Linked DNA regions of Mus musculus: all the other regions are linked to region 1. The links are chromatin contacts, called in public HiChIP or PLAC-seq maps. All regions are on one chromosome and are shown on one strand. The core of a region is the stretch at or near the end of the contact, and the rest is flanking DNA. Distances in the headings are between cores, read along the strand shown. Region 1 holds the start of Gdf6 (growth differentiation factor 6). Region 2 overlaps 1700123O12Rik (RIKEN cDNA 1700123O12 gene). Region 3 overlaps 1700123O12Rik (RIKEN cDNA 1700123O12 gene). Region 4 overlaps Gm46879 (a long non-coding RNA gene). Region 5 overlaps 1700123O12Rik (RIKEN cDNA 1700123O12 gene).

Evidence for each region. HiChIP or PLAC-seq counts read pairs in DNA pulled down with a chosen protein or histone mark.
Region 2: an H3K4me3 HiChIP or PLAC-seq map of embryonic limb bud shows a contact between it and region 1, with 5 times the contacts expected there. The contact joins the enhancer-like site here to the promoter of Gdf6 in region 1. A contact is called at or near these places in 6 of 39 promoter capture datasets (the C10 cell line, the SN4741 cell line, cranial neural crest and 3 more), 8 of 115 datasets of contacts at active chromatin or transcription factors (astrocytes, craniofacial prominence, embryonic forebrain and 5 more) and 1 of 9 other capture datasets (embryonic stem cells).
Region 3: an H3K4me3 HiChIP or PLAC-seq map of embryonic limb bud shows a contact between it and region 1, with 5 times the contacts expected there. The contact joins the enhancer-like site here to the promoter of Gdf6 in region 1. A contact is called at or near these places in 7 of 39 promoter capture datasets (the 3T3-L1 cell line, embryonic stem cells, frontonasal cranial neural crest and 3 more), 2 of 115 datasets of contacts at active chromatin or transcription factors (craniofacial prominence and embryonic limb bud) and 1 of 9 other capture datasets (embryonic stem cells).
Region 4: a contact with region 1 is called in an H3K4me3 HiChIP or PLAC-seq map of stem cell-derived neural progenitor cells, with 15 read pairs. The contact joins the enhancer-like site here to the promoter of Gdf6 in region 1. A contact is called at or near these places in 7 of 39 promoter capture datasets (the 3T3-L1 cell line, 3T3-L1-derived adipocytes, hippocampal neurons and 3 more), 3 of 484 Hi-C or Micro-C datasets (adipose-derived mesenchymal stem cells, embryonic stem cells and myocytes) and 6 of 115 datasets of contacts at active chromatin or transcription factors (craniofacial prominence, embryonic forebrain, embryonic stem cells and 2 more).
Region 5: a contact with region 1 is called in an H3K27ac HiChIP or PLAC-seq map of embryonic stem cells, with 6 times the contacts expected there. The contact joins the enhancer-like site here to the promoter of Gdf6 in region 1. A contact is called at or near these places in 5 of 39 promoter capture datasets (the C10 cell line, the SN4741 cell line, cranial neural crest and 2 more) and 11 of 115 datasets of contacts at active chromatin or transcription factors (astrocytes, craniofacial prominence, embryonic forebrain and 6 more).

What each region holds. Positions count from the first base shown.
Region 1 is chr4:9,842,793-9,846,787 of GRCm38.p6, reverse strand. Gdf6 (growth differentiation factor 6) reads right to left here and starts at 2,416. Exons shown (of 2, transcript NM_013526.1): 1 at 1,896-2,416. The coding sequence starts at 2,310.
Region 2 is chr4:10,773,028-10,776,672 of GRCm38.p6, reverse strand. It overlaps 1700123O12Rik (RIKEN cDNA 1700123O12 gene), which reads left to right. Exons shown (of 5, transcript NR_045185.1): 2 at 110-169. Among named protein-coding and RNA genes, the nearest start is that of 1700123O12Rik, 23 kb to the left of the region's middle. Within about 2 kb of position 1,667, at least 38 of the 459 cell types and tissues checked have an H3K27ac peak or open chromatin away from gene starts, as enhancers often do. A contact at or near this core is called in craniofacial prominence, embryonic forebrain and embryonic limb bud, where this site is marked.
Region 3 is chr4:10,609,813-10,613,738 of GRCm38.p6, reverse strand. The region is part of intron 4 of 1700123O12Rik (RIKEN cDNA 1700123O12 gene); the gene reads left to right. Among named protein-coding and RNA genes, the nearest start is that of 1700123O12Rik, 190 kb to the left of the region's middle. Within about 2 kb of position 1,263, at least 8 of the 459 cell types and tissues checked have an H3K27ac peak or open chromatin away from gene starts, as enhancers often do. A contact at or near this core is called in embryonic limb bud, where this site is marked.
Region 4 is chr4:10,398,316-10,401,946 of GRCm38.p6, reverse strand. All of the region lies in intron 2 of Gm46879 (a long non-coding RNA gene), which reads left to right. Among named protein-coding and RNA genes, the nearest start is that of Gm46879, 9.9 kb to the left of the region's middle. Within about 2 kb of position 2,031, at least 13 of the 459 cell types and tissues checked have an H3K27ac peak or open chromatin away from gene starts, as enhancers often do. A contact at or near this core is called in embryonic stem cells and stem cell-derived neural progenitor cells, where this site is marked.
Region 5 is chr4:10,749,324-10,753,421 of GRCm38.p6, reverse strand. The region is part of intron 2 of 1700123O12Rik (RIKEN cDNA 1700123O12 gene); the gene reads left to right. Among named protein-coding and RNA genes, the nearest start is that of 1700123O12Rik, 46 kb to the left of the region's middle. Within about 2 kb of position 2,566, at least 13 of the 459 cell types and tissues checked have an H3K27ac peak or open chromatin away from gene starts, as enhancers often do. A contact at or near this core is called in embryonic stem cells, where this site is marked.

The DNA.
Region 1 (3,995 bases), core at 1,167-3,666:
GCGCGGTGCCTGAGCTCTAGGGTGTGTAGGTGCTGCGGTACAAACGAGGGTTGATGGGTGCTGGAGTCTTTGCAAGGTCTGGGGCCCCCAGAGACAGACAGCTTTTCATGCTTTCTGAAATTCCAAAGTCTCCTACCTTGGAAGAGCACACACTGTCCTTTGGTCCTGTGCCAAGGAACTCTCAGGGAGTAGTGAACCAATGAGGGTGTCTGCCTGGGGTAAAATGGGAGAGCCTGCCACTTCCCAGGAAAAGAAAAAAAAAAAAAAACGTACCCATCGCCTGGCAGCCTAGGCCTCTAGGATTTCTTCCCTTAAAGCAGTATTCTCTGACCTTCAGTCACTTCTCCTTTGGTGATGGCACTAGAGATGCCAGGTTAACAGAGAAGTTGCTGGGAGAGACTGCACTGCAGCGCGGTAGGAAGAAGCTGGCGCTGCAGTTAGAGTACCCAGGTCCAAGACCTAGTAGCAGCAATACGAAGAAGCCACGTGTCTTTGTAAAGGTGACTTTATTATTCCTAAAATCGTCATAAAATACAGCGGCGTTAATTTGCTATCGAGACCTTTCAGCAGCTCATAACCCAGCTGACCTCGGATTGTAGCTGAGTACCTGGCTGGGCCAGAACCTTGGCTGCGAAGAAAAGCAGCTTCCAGAAAGCTGGATGCTGGAGATTGAATAGAGCTTGGGGCAGGTGGGGGAGGGGGACATTAGCCTACTCTGGAAAGGTTCAAGGGAACAATTCAGGTAGATAGATGTAGCTGAGCAGACAATTAAGGTAGATAGATGTAGGTGAGCAGTTCCCTCAGCCCAATCCCGGGGACTCTTGAATTTCTGGGTACTTTCCTCTGAACCCGAACCTGTGGGTCTAGGAAGAGAGTCAAAGCTAAGTCTGGGAGTATGGGACGTACCTCTTACCTTCTCTGTACCTTCCTCTCAGCCCTTTGCTATTTCTCTCCTCCTTTCTTGCTTTTTCGGAATTACTTTTCCTCTCTAGGAGCCAGTGGAACTTTCCCCAATCTCTGAAGATTTCTCTGAGATGCTATGATTTCATTGCCCATGCTATGCTGTGGATCAGCGATAATAGCAAGAGGAGGAAGCTCAGAATCCTATAGACGGGAATGCATCCTGTCTGGCACAGGGGATGAGGGTAGGGTCCCGAGATGATCATCGATAGAAGGGTTGCCTGGCTGAGAAAGGTAGATGAGTACCGTCCTGTAGTACAGTAAGCACCAACAACTCCACGCTTTTATCAGTCCCAGTTTCAGCCCACCCCGAAGATGGTGGCTTGAAAACTATCATGTGTGAGACGAGGAAAAATAAAAACGGTGCCACAAGGCACTGGGTGCCCACCTGGCTGATATTTCCCCACACCCTACGCAGGACATCGGGTGAACCCACAGGGCTGCTGGATCTAGGCACTGCCTGACACCGATCCTAGACGGATTGACTACCTTGTGCTGGCTTTTCCTTGAGAGACAGGAGGCTCTCTAAAGCTCTCATGAATGCTCTAGGGCCCGCGACCCTCACAAGCTTTGGAGCCAGGGTCTCTCAGTCCTTTCTCTGACCCTTCTCCCTTTCCCTTCATTTGCTCATCACTTCTTTTCCTCTATGCTTCCTCTGCTAGCTACCAGACCATTGACCGCCGCGATGCTTTCGGCAAAATAGAAAACAGGAAGGAAAAGGAGAGAAAAAAAGTAAGAAAGTAGGGGAGAATTGCAGACTGGAGCAAAAAGCTGCAGCTGCACTCAGAATTGGGGGCTTGAGAAAAGTAAAATAGGGGGGAGGTGTCCAAAATGCGAAGGGAATTCACAAAAGCAGCCTCTTGCCAGAGCCTGGGTAGAGCTCTGGCTGAGGAGCTCCAACTGGAGAGGAGTCGGGCGCTTTCTTTGCCACTTACCCAGTCCTCTGTCTACAAAGCTAGTGATCGTATTAGCTGACTTGGAAGACTGGAAAAAGCTGGCATTGATGCCCAGCTTCTCGGCAATGGAGTAAGTCTTGTAGATTGACAGCATGTACTCGTGAGGCACCACGCGCAGCCCCCTGCCCGGCGGCTCCTGCCCCTGATGTTGTCCGGGCGGCCGCCGCCGGAGGTCCTTCTGCCGCAGCCCGTGCTCCGGGGGCGTCCGGCCCTCGGCACTCTCTTGTGGAGTTCGCTGCATCTTCCCTTCTTTGCGGTTCCCCACGTCTTTGGTGGAGTCCAATTCGGTGGAGGAGGAGGAGGACGAGGAGATGGAAGCCTGCTGGAAACCCGGCAAATCCCAGAGGAAGCTAATGAGGAAGATCGCCCAGAGAAGGACCCTAGGAGTGTCCATGGCGAGCGAGTGGCTAAGTTACTCGGAGAGGCGGCGGCGACAGCAGCGGCTGCGCCGGGCGCGAAAGGCACGGAGCGGCTGGACAGCGGCGGGGGCCGCGCTCCTCCTGCAGACTACGAGTGCGGGGAGCCGGGTAGCAGCTACACAAATCCAGGCCCTGCCACGCCCCCTCCCGCCCCTCGCCGGGAGGTGGGGAGAGGAGGGGAGAGCAGCGCTGCGGGGATAGGGAGGGAGGCGGGTAGTGCGGGCAGGAGGTGTGGGGTGGGGGGCAGCGGTGGGCTGTGGTGGTGGCAAGGTGAGAGCTGGAAGAGCCCCACGGGGTCCGGAGCGCCGACTGGGCGAGCCAGAGGCGAGCGCCTCTGTCCCAGGGTTGGGGAGCCAGAGCCCGCAGGCAGCCGCCTGCGCCGGGGACCGTCAGTCCCCACCAGCTGCTCGAACTTCTCCAGGGACCCGGGGGAGTGGCAGCCGCGGCGGCTGGCTCGGAGCGGGGGTGGGGGTGGGGGGCTGCTGCCGCAGGCTGCGCCCTGGCTCCGGGCAGTGGCACCCTCTCTTTGCCACCCTACCCTCCTAGCGGGCGGTTAGCACCCTCTCACCCCCCCCCCCCCGCGCGCCCACAAGTTTCATCCCTGAGTCCCGGAAGCCAGGCGCAGGGGCCAGTCCTTCACAGCCCCCTTCTCTTGGTAGAATGCTGCTTTCCACAAAGACCCGCGTCAATTCCCGACCTTCGAGGTCAGGCAAAGGCCACCAGTCTTCAGAGTTTGGACCGGTGCTCGGAGCTGCCGCGCTCTCCTGCAGGCCCCAGACTCTCCTCTCGCAGACCTCAATCTCTGGTGTTTGCTCCAGCTGCTTCATTTCTCTTTCGTGGGACCCCACACTTCTCTGGACCCTTAGGGGCTTGACTCCCTCTTCTTCTGCACCCGTACTTCCTTTTTCCTCTTTCCTATTGTCTTCAGGAATTAGTCCTTCCCCCAAATTCCTTCCCATTCCGATTCGATACCTCTCCTCACCCAGTCCCTGCCCCCCAAATATGCTTTTTTTTTTGGCTGTGGCCTCCCAACTCTCTGATCCCCACCCTCTCTCTCCCCCTTTCACCAGACCCCTCCCTGCGCAGCTCTACCCCAATCTGTTTCTCTTCAGCCCAGCCTCGCCCCATCACGAGTTTCCTTTATCTGTCCCCAGATTCCCAGTGTCTTCCCCGCCCACCGCCCCGCGGTTCAGGACGTTGCTAGGTTTGGCGGCGAAGCGTTGCTTCTCTCGCACAGCGCTCTAGACGGAAGTTGTCCAGAGTCTTTACAGGGTACTCACGCACCATCTGTAAACGTCCTCCTGTAAATTACTCCACTTATGGATTTAAAAAAAAAAGGGGGGGGGCAAAAGGCTCAGAGATAAAGGCTTTCCAGGGCCATTCAGCCAAGAGGGCACAGCCACGGATAGACCCAGGAAGCAGTGGTTCCACCATTCTGCTCCTCCTGGTTTGAGCTGTGTCTCTGTGGGTTCTCTCGCCCTGGCCCTCCTGTCTTCATTGGGACCTTGCAGGCGTGAGGATAATTTGGTCCTCTCTCCCCTTCTCTTTACTCTGACTTCCTTAAGAGGCATGACACTCACCTTGGACATCTGCTGTGTCAGGCCTGGCTCTATGGCCTTAGCAAACAGTTTCACATAATCTTCATAACAAGCCTGAGACA
Region 2 (3,645 bases), core at 418-2,917, 930 kb before region 1:
TTCTCACATCTGTCCCAGTCCACCATGAGATGTCTGTTGTCCTTCCCTTGCTGACTTTTTATTCCTTAGTCCTAATTGCCACTCTTTTCTTCCTCTTTTCACTTCATAGCCCTACGACAGACACAGCAGGAAGGCCTGGGATGAGTGGAGTGATCAAACACCAAGGCAGGTAGGAAGGAAACTAAGGAGAGGGTGTTGTGGGTCAAGGGAATGTCACAGAACCCATCAAAGTGCTGAGTGGGACCCACAAAAAGAGTTTAAGTAAGGGGGTGCTGTGATTTTTCAAGCTCATTCTCAAAAGATCATTTTGAAAGGCAAAAATGGGAAGACTTGTTGTAAAGCTACCTCAGGCACACATGTAATGACTGCCACACACTGGAAGGGCTGGGAAGTGGTTGGGATTTGGGCCTTTGGTGGGCATTAAGAAAATATAGAAAGTCGATAGTCAAATCTTCCCCTTGAGGCAACCATGGTGAGGAGACAAAGTGAGCCTCCAGAGCTTTGTGGTAGTTATTGCATCAGTCAGAGGAAGTGTAGAGCTGATAGTTGGAGGATCTATAGGATAACCAGAGCCATGGTGGAGCTGACTCAGCTAATGGGTCCTCTTGGATCCCAATCTTAGCCAAGGTGATGGACTGATATAGATTATATGTCCAGATGTGGACAGTTTAGAAGAATTTGCAGTAGAAGCTAAAGTCCAGATATTGGGAGCCATCACCGTGATTAGCAGATAGGGAGTTTCAGGGTGTCCTTGCTTTTATAAGAATGTGGAAGAGTCACCTTTTACCCACTGACAGTCTTTTCTCTTTTGGGGAACATGAGTTTGAATCTTAGCAAAATATTTACCCCAAGTGAAATAACTTTAAATAGGAAGAACTGAGCAAGGAAACTCAACTGGAACGTTTACTGTCACCCTTTTCTGTGTATGGGAGTGGGGACATTTGAGCCACTTCTGTATAGGTATAGAAAAAATGAGGAACAGCAAGTTTTGCATGTTGGGACAAGTATGTAAACTTCAGACCTTTTGTCTAGATGTTGCCAGTTGGAAAATATAACCAGGTTCCCTTTTGATAATAGTTATGAGTCTTGGCTCCTGATTTTTCTTACCTGAAAGAGTGACCTGAAATAGATAGTTCTAACAAAAGGATGAGTGGGCTCTCATGGGGGAAGGAGAGGCTACTTCATGTCCTGTCAAACCTAGAGCTCCGACTGCTCTGAACACAGGGCCTACCTTAAAGTATCTGATGGTGCTTAAGAGAGGAGGCTCACAAAGCTTAGGAAGGACTGGTCTAACAGCAACAACTGTATCACTGTTTTGGTTTTGTCACCAGAAGAAAAACCACCAGAGGTAAAGCTGGGGTAATCTTAAGTACTGAAATATAAAGGTCTTCTTTTCTGAAAAATACAAATTCCCTATCCTGATCACTACAGCACTTGAATATGGAGTTGATGCTGTTTTGGGTCCTGAATGGAATCAGTTAGGAGCCTGAACAGACAGTCTTGAAACTCTCAGAGGGTCCCATAACCCTTTTTCAGGATGCTTGGAGGGAGGTTGGGGGAGGGGAGGTTCAATGAGGAATAAAGAAACTTTCTTGGCATATGGCCACATGTGACTTCACCCTCTGGGCATGCTGTGATGTCAGGCTGTACCCTAAAGCCTTGCAGAGGGATGAAGCCAGCCCTAGGAAGGCCTAGGAGGCTAGGGGAGATCTGGACAATGGTAGGGGTTTCATAAAGGGCCAGGCTTGAAGGCAAAGACTGCATTTTTGATCCTTGTGGAACACAACCCAGCATCTTCTGTTAGCATCCTGGTTGATGGCAGTGTTTGCCCACATCTGCTGCGATTGGGATGGAGGTGGCCCCTCTACAGTCCAGTGTAACCTGAGAAGCGTGATGCTGGCAGCTGGCCTGGGAGGAGTTAGGGTGGGAGCTGTAGTTCTGCCAGAGAAGTGGGGTTGGATCTGTTCCTCGGAGTGTGCCTGGATATGATTTGCTTCCCTTAGCACCAGACCTCAGGCTTTGTGTGAACTGACAGAGAGTAAGAAACTACCAGCAGAAAGCATCTTGTCTGGATCTTTTCCAGACCCCATTCTTGTGAGCCCAATGGGGCTTTGACATATTACTGGTTTGTGGATTAGAAGAAAAGTCAGGGTGCACCCTACTTGTTCTACAAAGAATGTAAGACCATCTGGAAAGACACCATGACCCAGTACGATGACACAGGATTTTCCTTAAGTATTTGGAGATGGTGGATACAGGGGGAGACATGGGGATAAACAGACACTGACAGGAGTCAAAATGAAGGGGACCAGAAAATACACTTTTTTAATAAGTGTCACAAAATGGGACAATGGTGGTACATATCTCAAAGTGTTGTTACAAGGATGGTAGGAGTTTAAATGTGAGCATGCTTTATACATGTTGTTTTAGTTGGGGGTTTATTGCTGTGAAGAGACACCATGACCAAGGCTTGCTGTTCATCATCAAAGGAAGTCAAGACAGGAATTCAAATGGCAGGAACCTGAAGGCAGGAACTGATGCAGAGACCATGGAGGGGTGCTGCTTACTGACTTGCTCATCATAGCTTGCTTTCTTATAGAACCTAGGTCCACCATTTCAGGGATGGCACCACCTACAATGGGGTGGGCCACCCACCCTCACTAATTGAGAAAATGCCTTACAGCTGGATCTCATGGAGGCATTTTTCTCAACTGAGACTCCTTCCTTTCTGATGACTCTAACTTGTGTCAAGTTGACATACAAAACCAGCCAGTACACATGTCATCATTGATTATTGCTGTATTGATGACTCTACTGTGAGACACTTAACTGGCAGTCTTTTCCCGCAAAGCCACTGGATGAAGGCTAAAACCTGACTCTGGACTGTTGCCTTAGTCAATCACAGACTAAGTGACCACTGTAAATCTCAGTTTTCATATGTATTACTCAGAGATGAAAGTACCTAACTTTCAGCCTTGAAAGAAGGGGGGGGGGCAGATATGGTACTATCAGCTCAGACCTCAATTTCAAATACCAAATATGAAGTGACTCAAATGATAGACTTTAGTTTCTTACAGTTCTTGAGACAAGAAATTCAAGATCTAAGTACCAGTAAGGTGGATTTCATCCTGAGATGTCTCTGCTGGAATAATGTGTGTATGCTGCCATTTTGCTGTTTGCGCACATGGTGCCTTTGTGTGTGGAGTGGGGTCAGGGAAGAGAGAAAAAGAGAATCTTTGGATGAGGACTGACACCAATTCCATCCTGATATCTTTACTCTAATGATATGAGGCTTGAATGTGAATTTGGTGAGAGAATAGTAAAAGATCCTGGCTATAACAGAGTCTGTATATCAACCAGCAATGTGTCCAGATCTTGTGTGTGTATTCTAAGGCTTAATTAGCCTTATGATCCTACTGTGCATATAGCAAGTGCTCAATAGTTCTTTGAAGATAATCTCGTCAAGCGTGTCAAGGTCTACCCACCACTAGTGTAATTTGGACATCCTGTAGAGGTAAAAGAATTTTACTTCTTTTAAAAACTATTTATTTCATTGTTTTTAATAACAAATCAGTCAATAAATAATAACAGGCCTGTGCCTGTGAGTGCTGGTGTCTGTAGAAGCCAGAGGCATTGGGCAACCTG
Region 3 (3,926 bases), core at 14-2,513, 770 kb before region 1:
TTGTCAGGCGTGGGGATAGGGTTGGGGGTGGTGGTTGGCTAAGGGCCACCGAGTACTCCTCTGTCTTTGCTTGTTCCTGTGAGAATTTTTCGGACCTCATTCCTGGAATGCTGCCTCCTCTGTATTGGCATTGAAACTCCCCATGTGGCTTAGCTTTCTGTCTGAGATGAGAATAGTGGGGGTATTAGGCTCCGAGGTCAGCAACAGTGAGGTTGCAGGCAGGCTCTGGTTTCAGCAGTTGGCTGCTTGCGTTTGTCTTCCCCACCCTCTGGCCTGGCCCCCAAGAATGTCATGGTCAAAGTCAAGGGAACTTTGTTTAGTCTGTATCCCAGCCTTGAAGAGGTCATAAAAACTCCCCAGGCTGTGATCAAGCAAGCTTGGAGCTGCAGGCCTTCAGTCATTTGTGTACCTTTCTGGCCACTTTGTATTTTCGGTGTTGATCTCTCTTTCTCTACCCTGGTGGATGGAGACTCTTTCTGGAAGTTATTGTGCTGTTGCTATGCTCTTGAGACTCTGTGCACAAACCGATGAACTAAGGGGAATTATGCTATTGTTTTTATTGGTATTGTTTAGTCGTATTTATTGGTACTAAATAAGTACTTTAAGAATTCATGAAAAAGTGAAATAATTTTTTTTGATTACATCTCTTCTTGGAAAGTCTATATTTTCATTATGATTTGAAAAACTATGATGAGAATACCTGATCTTACATAGTTTTTTTTTTTTTATTTTTAAGAAGAAAGAAACAAAATACCTGAGCATAAAAATAATGGTGCTTCAGTATAAAAGAGCTGAAAGGTTTCCCATGAGGAAGTCCCTTTGAACCTTAGAACAGTATTTTAAGGTTTCTTTGTACCTTCTGTGGATGTTTGTCTACTGTCTATCTGTTTGTGTATGCACCACGTGTGTGCCTGATGCCCTCAGAGGCCAGAGGAAGGCATTAGATCCCCTGGAACTGTAGTTACAAGTGCTTCTTATACTCCGTGCATATTCTGGGAACTGAACCTGGGTTCTCTGCGAGAACAGCAAGTGCTCTTAACTCCAGAACCATCTCTACAGGACCTAGAGCAGTAGTTTTAAAAGTGCTTTTCATTAGGGAAAGAAGGATGAGGAAGAGGAGAAGAAAAGGAGAAGAAAGGGGAAATAAAAAACTTTGCCGCTAAGTTGAAAATTCAGCTAGAAAGCCAAAACCCATCTTGGAGCAGAGTTTTATGGCTGAGTTATAAACTTTGAAAAGAGGGCTGTATAATGGAAATGTTGACAGACTCTTTACTATAACTGTGCTAGCGGATGCCCGCTGTAATGTACTGTGTAATTTATAGGAGTCACCTGTTAAGCCATCTGGGAAAGAAAATTTCCCTTCTTTTAAAATGTTAATAACTTGATTAACCTTTTGAACTTCCATCATTATTCCAAGTGGAGTCCACACAAGCCAGTCACAGCTACACAGCCAGTTTGTATTTACACATAAAATTTGGGATGAAAAAAATGTATATTGAATGGCTTTCCTTTTCTTGTCCTGTAGAAAAATGAGTTAGAGGAGAAGTTGCTTCCCAGATAACCTGGGGGAAAGTACTTAATTTATACAAAGCTGCTTACAAGTTAGGGAAGCCCGCAGGGCATCTTGCTAAAGGAATCTGTATTCACGTGTCTTCTCTTCTTACCTTCTTCCTTCATTAGATCAGACCTTCCTCCTGCTCAAGGGGAAAGCTGGTATTTTCAGTCTAGGAATGTTGACTCTAACTGTTTAACAAATTGCTAACTGGCTCATAGAGGTGGTTTTATGGTTTCTGCTCTTGAATAGCTGACAGTCTTGTCAATGAACTCCCCGTTGCTAATAGTCCTCCTTTCAGTGTTGCTCTGTGTCCTTAGAGCTACCCATTCTCACCATTCCATCTCCCAAAGCTCCCTACACTGGGCTCTGCTGACTTCCCTCTGTAAGTCTCAGGACAACCCTGACACCAAGGCTTCTTGAATCTTATAGAATATATTCTGCTGAACAAATCTAAAGGGTTAGGATTCCATCCCTGAACATTATCATAAATATTGTTCTTCTGGGAAGATTTCTGAGTATGAAATTGCTCACATGTATTTGCTGAGCTGACAGCAGCATGCAGACACTAGCCACAGATATCTTACCCATTTCTTCCTCTCTAACTTTTCCAGAGGAACTTGTTGATTTTGGTGGTAACCTGTCTGAGTCACATATTTTCTATAGAAGGGACACAGTGTCCTCTACAAGGTATAGTGTTCTTATGAAATTTTTTTATTTACTTAAGAAATACTTTTCTGGATTTCTCCTGGAATATAGAAGCAGTCATGTGCCATGCAAGTCAAATAAAATAATCACAGAATTGAGAATTGAGGAAGAGCCAGTTGGAGTTCAGATAGACCCACAGTTTCCTGCAGTTCTTTGGTCTGAGAGGCAAGGCTTCCCAAAGGATTTTCTGCCCTAGAATATATTCATTTTCTGGGAGAGTACATATGTTTTGTGCCTTCTGATAAAGGGGTCTGCATGTTTACTTAAGATGACCAACATTCTGGTTTGCTGAGACTCTTCTGGTTTCAGAGTAGAAAAGCCTTATATTCTAGGAAATCCTTCAGTCCCAGCAAGACAGGTGGCTATCTTAGATTTTAGATTAACCTTCTGTACTTCACAACTCGGTTGGATTGCATAAAGAGGAGGGGTTGGTAGGATGTGGTACAAGGAAGCCCTTTCCTGTTGCTTGAGTGTAGCAATGAGGGGTTGCCCCATGAAATGTTATGACTGGTAGCATTGGAAATGACTACCTGCATGGGGCTTGCTAGAAAAGACTTGTTTTTTTTAGAAGAACAGTAAGAATTTATGGTATTTAGGGGTTTTCCCAGATCTGAAGTTTAAAAATTCTCCAGTGGCTAGAGGTTGATGCCCATAGTCTTACTCTATTGCTCTCCAGCTTAGTTTTTGAGACCAATTCTCACTGACCCTGGATCTCACCATTTCTGCCAGATTGGCTTGGCTGGCTTACTGGCAAGCCCTGGGATGGGATGTGCCTGACTCTGCCTCTCAGGGCTGAGGTTATAGATGCTTCCTGTGGCATCTGGCCACAGAAATATAAATAAATATAAATATAAATATAAATGTCCGGAGAGCCAAATCCAGGTTCTCATGCTTACTCAATAAACACTTTGCCCATAGAGCTATCTTCCCAGCTTTAAAGACTGGTTTTATATTGTGCCTAGCCCTCTCTGGACTGTTTATACAGAGCTATCCATTTGTGAGGCAGTATGTACTTCTTGGCCTTTGATTCACTCTTCTGGTTTTCGAACACTTATCAATGGGAGGCACCCTGGGTTCTTCATCAGCATATGAGGTTTATTGGTGCCTTTACCATTCTCCACTGGAATCATGGTTCCTGCTTGTAATTTGATGTCATCCAGCCTTTGTCTACTCCAGTACCTCTATACATTTTACAGATGTGTCAAGTGAGAGCTCAAGATGTTGAGAGGGGAGGTTTGCCAGAACTACAATGAGATCATGTGGCACAGCCAAGAATAAAAAGTCAAAAATCTGGCTCTATGTCCTTTTCCTAATGACTAGACACCACTCCCTCCCTCCATGAAGCTTTTTTTTTTTAAAAAAAATGTCTTAAAGGGGCACGGCTTGCTTGCTGGCCTACAAAACCAAGAAATGCTTTTCTTTTGGGTACGACATAGTCTTATTTGATGCTACCTTGACTCTTGGATCTTTCAATCTTTCCCTGTGTATAAAGTCCCTGTCAATCCTTACTTTTCTATCTCTAGTTTTCCTTGGTAAGACTTTTCTGAATTCTGTGGGCAGAAGTGTATTGAGATAATAGTTGTTTAAGAGAGATAAAATTCCCAGCAGTATAAGTTATGCTTAAGTGTCAGACACTGTACTGGGAGACTCCCTAAAGCTCATACCT
Region 4 (3,631 bases), core at 782-3,281, 560 kb before region 1:
TTTTCAAGGAACATTTCTATCTCAGCTGAAATGTCAGTTCAATTTATCTTTCTGAGGGAGGACTTCCATGACCACCCAAAGTAGATTGTCCCATTTATTCTTTCTTACATCACCTTGTTTAATGTTTTATAACATCCTTTTCTCTTTGAGTTCAGCAACATGTCAGCTTTCTTCTTCTTTCTTCTTCCTCCTCTCCTTCCTTCTTTCTCTCTCTTCTCTCTCTCCCTCTCTAATTATCTCTAAATATAATTTATTATATCTATTTAGGCAAAGTAGAATCTGACAATCAAATCACGGTCACCGCCTTTTATCACAAAGTCTTGTTGTAACCGCCCCATCCACACATTATCATATTTCTATGGCTGCTGTATGTACAAAGACAACAGTTTATACAGTTTGTTACAACACAACAGATAATACAGTTATTATCTAGTTATCTCTCCCTTTCCCATCTCCTTCCCCCTTCTCCTTCCCTCTCTCTCCCCCCTCCACATACTGAATGAAACTGTCACAAGAACAGAAGGCTTGTCTCCCCCCCCCCTTTGGTTTTTATTTATTGTTATTTTCTCAGGTCTGGGAACAATACCTGGCATACAGTAACTGTTTAATAAATACCTCAGAATTATAGCAAGTTGGACCATTTTTAGTAATGTTTTATGAGGCTGATAAGAAGAAACTCAATTTAGAACTGTTAACCTGACCAAACGTTATTTTTAGAAGGCAACTTTATAAGGAGTATCTCAGAAAGTGCTTCTAGTATATCATGGCCTCTCATATTTTCTGAATTAAAAAAATGTGGAAGCCAGAATACTGCCATGTAATTTATAAAAAACAATGAAATGAAATCCCCACAGCCCAAGATTTTGATAACTTTTAATTATGGATTTTATTTGTAGCAGATTTCTTGATTGGGTAAGAGTGCCTACAAATGGACTTTGGTTTAAAGATCTGAGATTACACTATTATGCTTGAATTCAGTTAGTAACAATTACTTTCATATCAGCAGGGAAGCACTTGCAACACTCAAGAGAGGCATTTCAGGACCTAGACCAGGCTAGCCCTACAGGACCGCAGCACTTTGACTCTTTTGCTGCTTCTTCTTGCTGCTCCTTCATTAGTTCTTTCTTGTGATGGAAAAGAAGCAATGACCTAGTTCAAGGACAACAGGAAAGGAAGGAGCCAAGCCAAAGGATTGCAGAGTCAACACCCGGCATGATTTCATTTACCACATCTAGTCCGTCAACCTTTTGGGAGATGTTTATATTTATCCCCTTCTCTCTTTTGTCACCAAGGAATTTCATTTCCCTCTTAAGTGGCTTTCCTGAGAGAGGAAGTGGGAAGGGAGGAATGGGACCCAAACCACCACGTTGGTTGTTCTTTTGGAGCCTGTCCTGCCCTCCTGTTTGAAGTTATGTCTGTGGCTTTGTTCTGCCTGTACCTGCTCTCTCTAGAGTAGGAGCTTGTAAAGTGGCAGAAGTCTGAACCTTTAGTAAACGTTTCTTCTTAAAATGAGTATACTGCTGTGAGAGCCATCTGTTCCAAAGGGGTCTAACTACTAACTGTTCCTCTGAAGCAGTATGCACAGGTCACAGGCATTTCCTGGATGGTGGTGGTGGTAGAGTGCCTACCAATCTTCCACCAGCACCATGCATTAATTATCCTGGCTATGAGGGAGCTCTCTTTAGGGTCTGGTCTTTAGGGTTCTCTTTAGGGTTTTTATTCACAGAGGACTTTATCATTCTATATACATGCCAACAAGCTGCTTTCTTCCATAGAAACCTGACTCCAGCACTGGACACCAGTGTCCAACTTCAGGTGTTTTTTTTAGGCTTTGCTATTTTCTAAGAAAAGACCAGAAGTTTTTGTGAATGAAGAGAAATAAAAGCATTGGAATGATCTCACAGCTTCTCACTCTCTCTTTTCAACCCGGTGAAGAACCAAGTCAGCTGTGGGGGTTGGGATAAGTCAGAGAAGGAAGAACAAGTTTTGTGTCTATTGTACCAGTGACCCAATGCACTTACAGGCAGAAAATGTTGAATTTAAGGATGTGGGGGAGGTCAGTGGCTCTGAGTCCTTTGACATGCAAATGTCCATCCAGTTGACTCTTGCCTTTTCACAGGTCATTCTTCCTGGCACAAATGACTTTAGCTATCTCTAAAACACCCTGATGTCTTTGTTACTTTTCTTTCTCAAGGTCATTTTACCAATTGCTTCATTGTGGAACTCATTCACACCCCTGAAATCTAATCACAGTTGGTTTTAAGTAGTTTTTTTTTTTTTTTTAATCTATGAACTTGGACTCTTTCAGTAACCTTGTTAGTTAGTTTTGCTGGCCCCTTACCTGGTTTCTGTTAAACAATTGATTGAATTGTACAGTGTCTATTTGAGTAAAATGCTAGATTTGAAATGCCACCAAGAATATTCTGTTTCTCAAATGCCTTGGTGGAGTGAAACAGCTTTTCTGAAGCCGTGGAGAACTGAGTTCTGAAGAAAATGGAGGCCAAGGTTTGCTGCTAACTTGATATTTAGAAACAACATTCAACTCCGACCAAGCTGCCAAAATGGAATTTTCTGCCTATATCCCAACTGCCAGTTCAGTTTATCCCAGGACATCTGGGGTCTACTTTGCCTTTCTTACTCTCTTTACAGCCCTGTTTTTCTACAGTTTCTAATTAAAATATCACCCAATAATGTGGTTGGGGAGCAAGCTCAATTAGTAAAGTAGTTGCTGTGTAAGCAAGAGGACCCAAATTCCACACCCAATGCCAGGGTTTAAACACAAACAAACAACAGCAGCAACCCCCAGACAAACAATGACAGAAACCCAAACAAAACAAAACCAAACATCAATGAACCCCTCCCCCCCCAAACAAAAACAAAACAAGCAAACAGCAACTCCTGGAAAAAAAGCAGAACAAACAACAGCAAAACACCCAAATGACAAACAAACAAACAAACAAACAAACAAACAAACAAACAAGCCAGTCATGGTTACACAAGTGTAAACAAACAAGCCAGTCATGGTTACACACTTGTCAATCCAGTGCTGGACAAGTGAAGGCAAAAAGGCTCCTGGGGCTTGCTGGAAAGCCAGTTTAGCCTAATTAGTGTGCTAGTGAGAGAACCTGTCTCTAAAGCAAGCTAGATGGCTCCTGAGAGGTGACACCTATGGATGAGCCACATCATGTGCACACATGTATACACATATGTGCATACATCACAAATTGCCTGCTGATGACCTTGTATATTTCTGACTCACCAGCATGTCCATCTCAACAAAAACAGGGAAATTCTCTGGTCACCTGCCAATGCCAACATGACTCAAGGTGATCTATATTATTTTCTGCAAGAGATTCTCTTTTTTAGTTGAACTTTGGTGACATGAGAGACTAGAATAAAGGAATTAAGATGGGGTAAGGTGGAGAAATCAAAATGGAGTTTTAGGCCTCAACAGGTAACATCTATGAAAAGTGAATGCAAGACTGCCAGAGAAAACAAGGAATTACCTCCATGAGGAGAAGAGCATGTGCACTTCTTAGGGAAAACAAAAGCATCGCTAAGAACTCTAAGTCTTTTGAGTTGTGAAACCAGCCTTGTGCTGACTTTTTCTCCCAAGACACATACTGTACAT
Region 5 (4,098 bases), core at 1,317-3,816, 910 kb before region 1:
TGTGCTGATCTTTGTGTTGTTTGCTCTACAGTCAGAAGGCGTGGTTTGTGAGTTGTTTCCTGCTCCCAGGTGCCAACTGGTGGATCTGTCAGTGCTTTCCAGTGGTGCACTTAGACTTTAGCACTTTTGAGACCTTGCTATTGCTTTCCCATCTACTCAGAGCTAGCGAGTCTCATTCTACGGATCAGAACAGACTTCCACCATGCAGAGCACTGTGTGGTTCTGACTCAAAGCCTGTTCCTCTAACTTGTAGTGTTCTGAAGACATGGCCTCAGGGTATAGACCCTTGACACGTTCTTTAGATTTCCAGGGTGGATCATATAGGGAAGTAGCTTTAGAACCGTGGCCACAGATTCAGCAAAAACTGGATCCTGGATACTGCTCCAGCCCATGATGAGAAGAAAAGATCCCCCACTCCTACACCTAAATAGTTATTCCTATCTGTTGGACTGCAGAACTTCTCAGTGATGTGTCCAGTATTGATTGTACTTTCAAATCTCTCGTTCCAACCCCTCCATCCTCTCTTCTGTCATGGCATCTGTGACTTCTTTCTGTCCATCTCTCTCCCCTCTACGTCCTCCTCCCTTCCCCTCCATCTCTTCCTTCCTCTGTCCTTCTCTTCTTTCCCTCTGTTCCTCTTGAACCATCTCTGGTTTAGAAATTGGATGGTATAATCTGCCAACTTCTGATCTAGTCTATTCTATTTTTGTTTTTCTGTTTTTTTCCTCAGTATGTTCATTATTTAAAATTTTTTATTGTATATGTTTAATAGCATGTTCATTATTGCTGTGAGGGTTTTTTTTTTTTTTTTTTGGTTTGTTTTATTTCTTTTTTCTTTCTGCATTTGTATCCTGTCACAGCTAAAGGACTTTGGTAGAGTGTTTAAGCATTTGTTAGTAGTGGGTTATATTTGGAAATATGGATAATTTGTCTTTTTCTTTTCCTATTTGTTCTTTCTTTTCTCTATTGCTTTGGCTATCAAGTATATCAAGCTCTGCATTAACTAAAGTAATGGTCTTGTGTGTGATTTTGATTTCACATCTAATTTCGGAAGAAATTCTTTCAGGTTTTCCTAATTGAATACAACGTTGGACTTTGCTTGTTTCATATAGCCTTTATCATGTTGTAGTCTGTTCTTTCTATTCTAGATTCTTTAGGGATTTTATCATAGGGGTTTTGAATTTTGTCAGAGTCTTTCTTTTCTGTGTTTGTTAAGATGGTTGTATGTATTTATTTTATGCTGTAGTATGGGAATTGATTCACATATATTGAACCATCCTTGCAGCCTTGAACTAAAACCAACTTGGTCATGGTGTATGATTTTTCTACTTTGCTTTGAACTTTGTATGTAAGTTTTCTCTTGAGGATTTTTTTATATCTATGTTTATCTAGGAAATTGGCCTATAGCTTTTGTTGTTGCATTATCTGGTTTTAGTATGAGGATAATACTAATTTTGTAGATGAATAGTTCTTCACTTTCTGCTTTATGGAAAAATTTAAGAAACAAACTATTGATATTAGTTTTTAAATATCAATAGTTATAATTAGTTCTGAGCTGATAGAACTAAGAAGTGAAAAGTTCTTTTTACTAATAGTTTGATCTCATTGCTTACTATTGATTTGTTTAGAGTAATGATTTCTTAATTCAGTGTTGGTTGATCTAAATGTCCAGACATTTATTTACCTTCTTTCTAGGTTTTTCAGTTTATTAAAATACAAGTTTTCAAATTATTCTGCAATGATTCTTTGAACTGAAGAAACTGAAATAATGTAACAATTCAAAGGTTTGCATGGCATCCATTTCCAGGGATCATAGGGTCCAGGGATCTTGATTGTTTCAACTTTAATACACGTGATACTGAAATGAGCACTCAAACAATTTTTGATAGAGGTGCTGATACCATACAGGACAGTCTCTTTAACAAATATTCTGGACAAACAGAATATTACATATGCAGAAAATAAAATAAATATGTACTTCTCAATATATATATAAAAATAAACTCAAATGGAGCAACTGCCTAAATATAAAAACTGAAACTATGACATGACTACAAAAAAAAAAAAAAAAAAAGAAAAAAAAACAGGTGAAACATTCAAGAGATTGGATTAAGGGCAGATTTTATTTTGGATGGAGCCTTAAAATTAGAGGCAATAATGGTAAAAACAGACAAATGGGATTATATCTAACTAAAGAGTTTCTGAAAAGCAAAGAGAATGATGATTAGAGTTAATAGAAAACATTCAGAATGAGAGAAAATATTTGTAAACTATTTTTTTTCTATGAAGGAATTAATATTTAGACTATATAAGTAACTAAAATTTTGAATAAAAATTCCAAATGTTCTAAATATCCTGTAGAGTTCACCTCCAGTAGAAAGACAGGGCATCAAGTGGAGGGCTGGGGTTGCCATCCCACAGTCAAAAGCTCTGACCCAGAGTTGTTCCTTTCTGAAAGAAATGCAGGGACAAAGACGGAGAAGAGTCTGAGGGAAAGGAGGTCCAGTGACAGGCCCAAATTCCCAAGGGGAGGCTCCAATGCCCCACACTATTACTGATTGCTACGCAAAGAGTTTCAGGGAAACTTAACCTACTGGAACCAGGCGTTCTCATAAGCCGTACACTCAAACTCTATCCCTGGGTTAGCCTGGTGTATGGATCCACGTGCTCTCTTTTAGTATTATTTTATTATAAGTGCCTTTTAAGATTGAATTCTGACATAGCTAAGCCTCCACCAGTGTTCCAATGTCCTAGAAAATGCTTGAAGCCGAGGAGCTTGGAAGACACTGTGAAACTAATTAGGCATTACAAAGAACAGAGCTAGAATAGCTCAGGGCTAGTCAGTAGCCAGTCTCACCCAGACAAGGGAATTCACAAAATAGTGAATAGGTGGGTTTACCATTAAAGAGTTAGGGAATCCCACTGAGACAGGAATCTTCATTACAGCTAGGTATAGCAGGCAACATTGCATATTAGAAGCAAGTTGGTGAATTCTTCTGACAAATGGAGATTCTCCACAGATACTTAAAAGAACAGTCAAGTTACAGTCATACAAGAATTTATCAGGGCCTAGGAAATATGGGGGTTGTGGTATTGCATTATTCATGAGAAGGTCTGTTAGAGCAGATTCCCCTGGTACAAGCTTTCACAAGGCTCAAAGGAGTAGCACAAATTGTGACTAGGGTGTGAAATCTTTACCTGTCATTAAGCTGGCCCTAGGCAGGACTGCTTTATCTTTACTGTGAACATTTACCTGGTTTCTGTAAGTCCTTTTGAAGTCATTCCTTTGTTTTGTGTCAGCTAACTTCAATGTACTTTGCCTGCTGTGACAGACATCCTACCCCCTTTATTTTCTGTATTATATAAGGTTGGTGTTCACTTTGTGACAATACATTCAGATTCTACACAATCTCCTGTGTTGCCGACTCCTTGACCATCTGTAACCAGAGACCCATCCTACACAGACAAGGGACTAAGAGGGTATTCGGCAACTGATGCTATGGTGTGCTTACAGATAGGAGCCTAGCATGGCTGCCCTTTGAGTGGCCCAACAAGCAGCTGACTGAGACAGATGCAGATATTTAACCCCCAACCAATGTACCGAAGTTGGTGACCCCTGTGGTTGAATTAGGAAAGAGCTGGAAGAAGCTGAGGAGGAGGGTGACCCCATATGAAGACCAGCAGTCTCAACTAACTTGGATCCCTGAGATCTATCACTCAGCCACCACTCAGCCACTAACTAGGCAGCATACATGAGCTGGTATGTGGTCCTGACACACATTCAGCAGAGGTCTGCCTGGTCTGGCCTCTATGAGAAAAGATGTACCTAACCCTCGAGATACCTGAGGCCCCAGGGAGTGGGGAGGCCTGGCAGGGTAGGATGGGGTGGGGTAGGGTGGGATGAGGCAGGGTAGGGTGGGATGAGGCAGGGTAGGGTGTGGGGTGGTGAGGACATCCTCTTGCGGATGAGGGAGGAAGAATGGGACGAGGAACATGCTACTTGTAATTTTAACATGCACACTTCCCTTTGCCTGGTCTAATTGCCTGGCGCTATGGCCCCTCATGACTTAGCTCCGAGATCACCCTGCCATTGGCTCC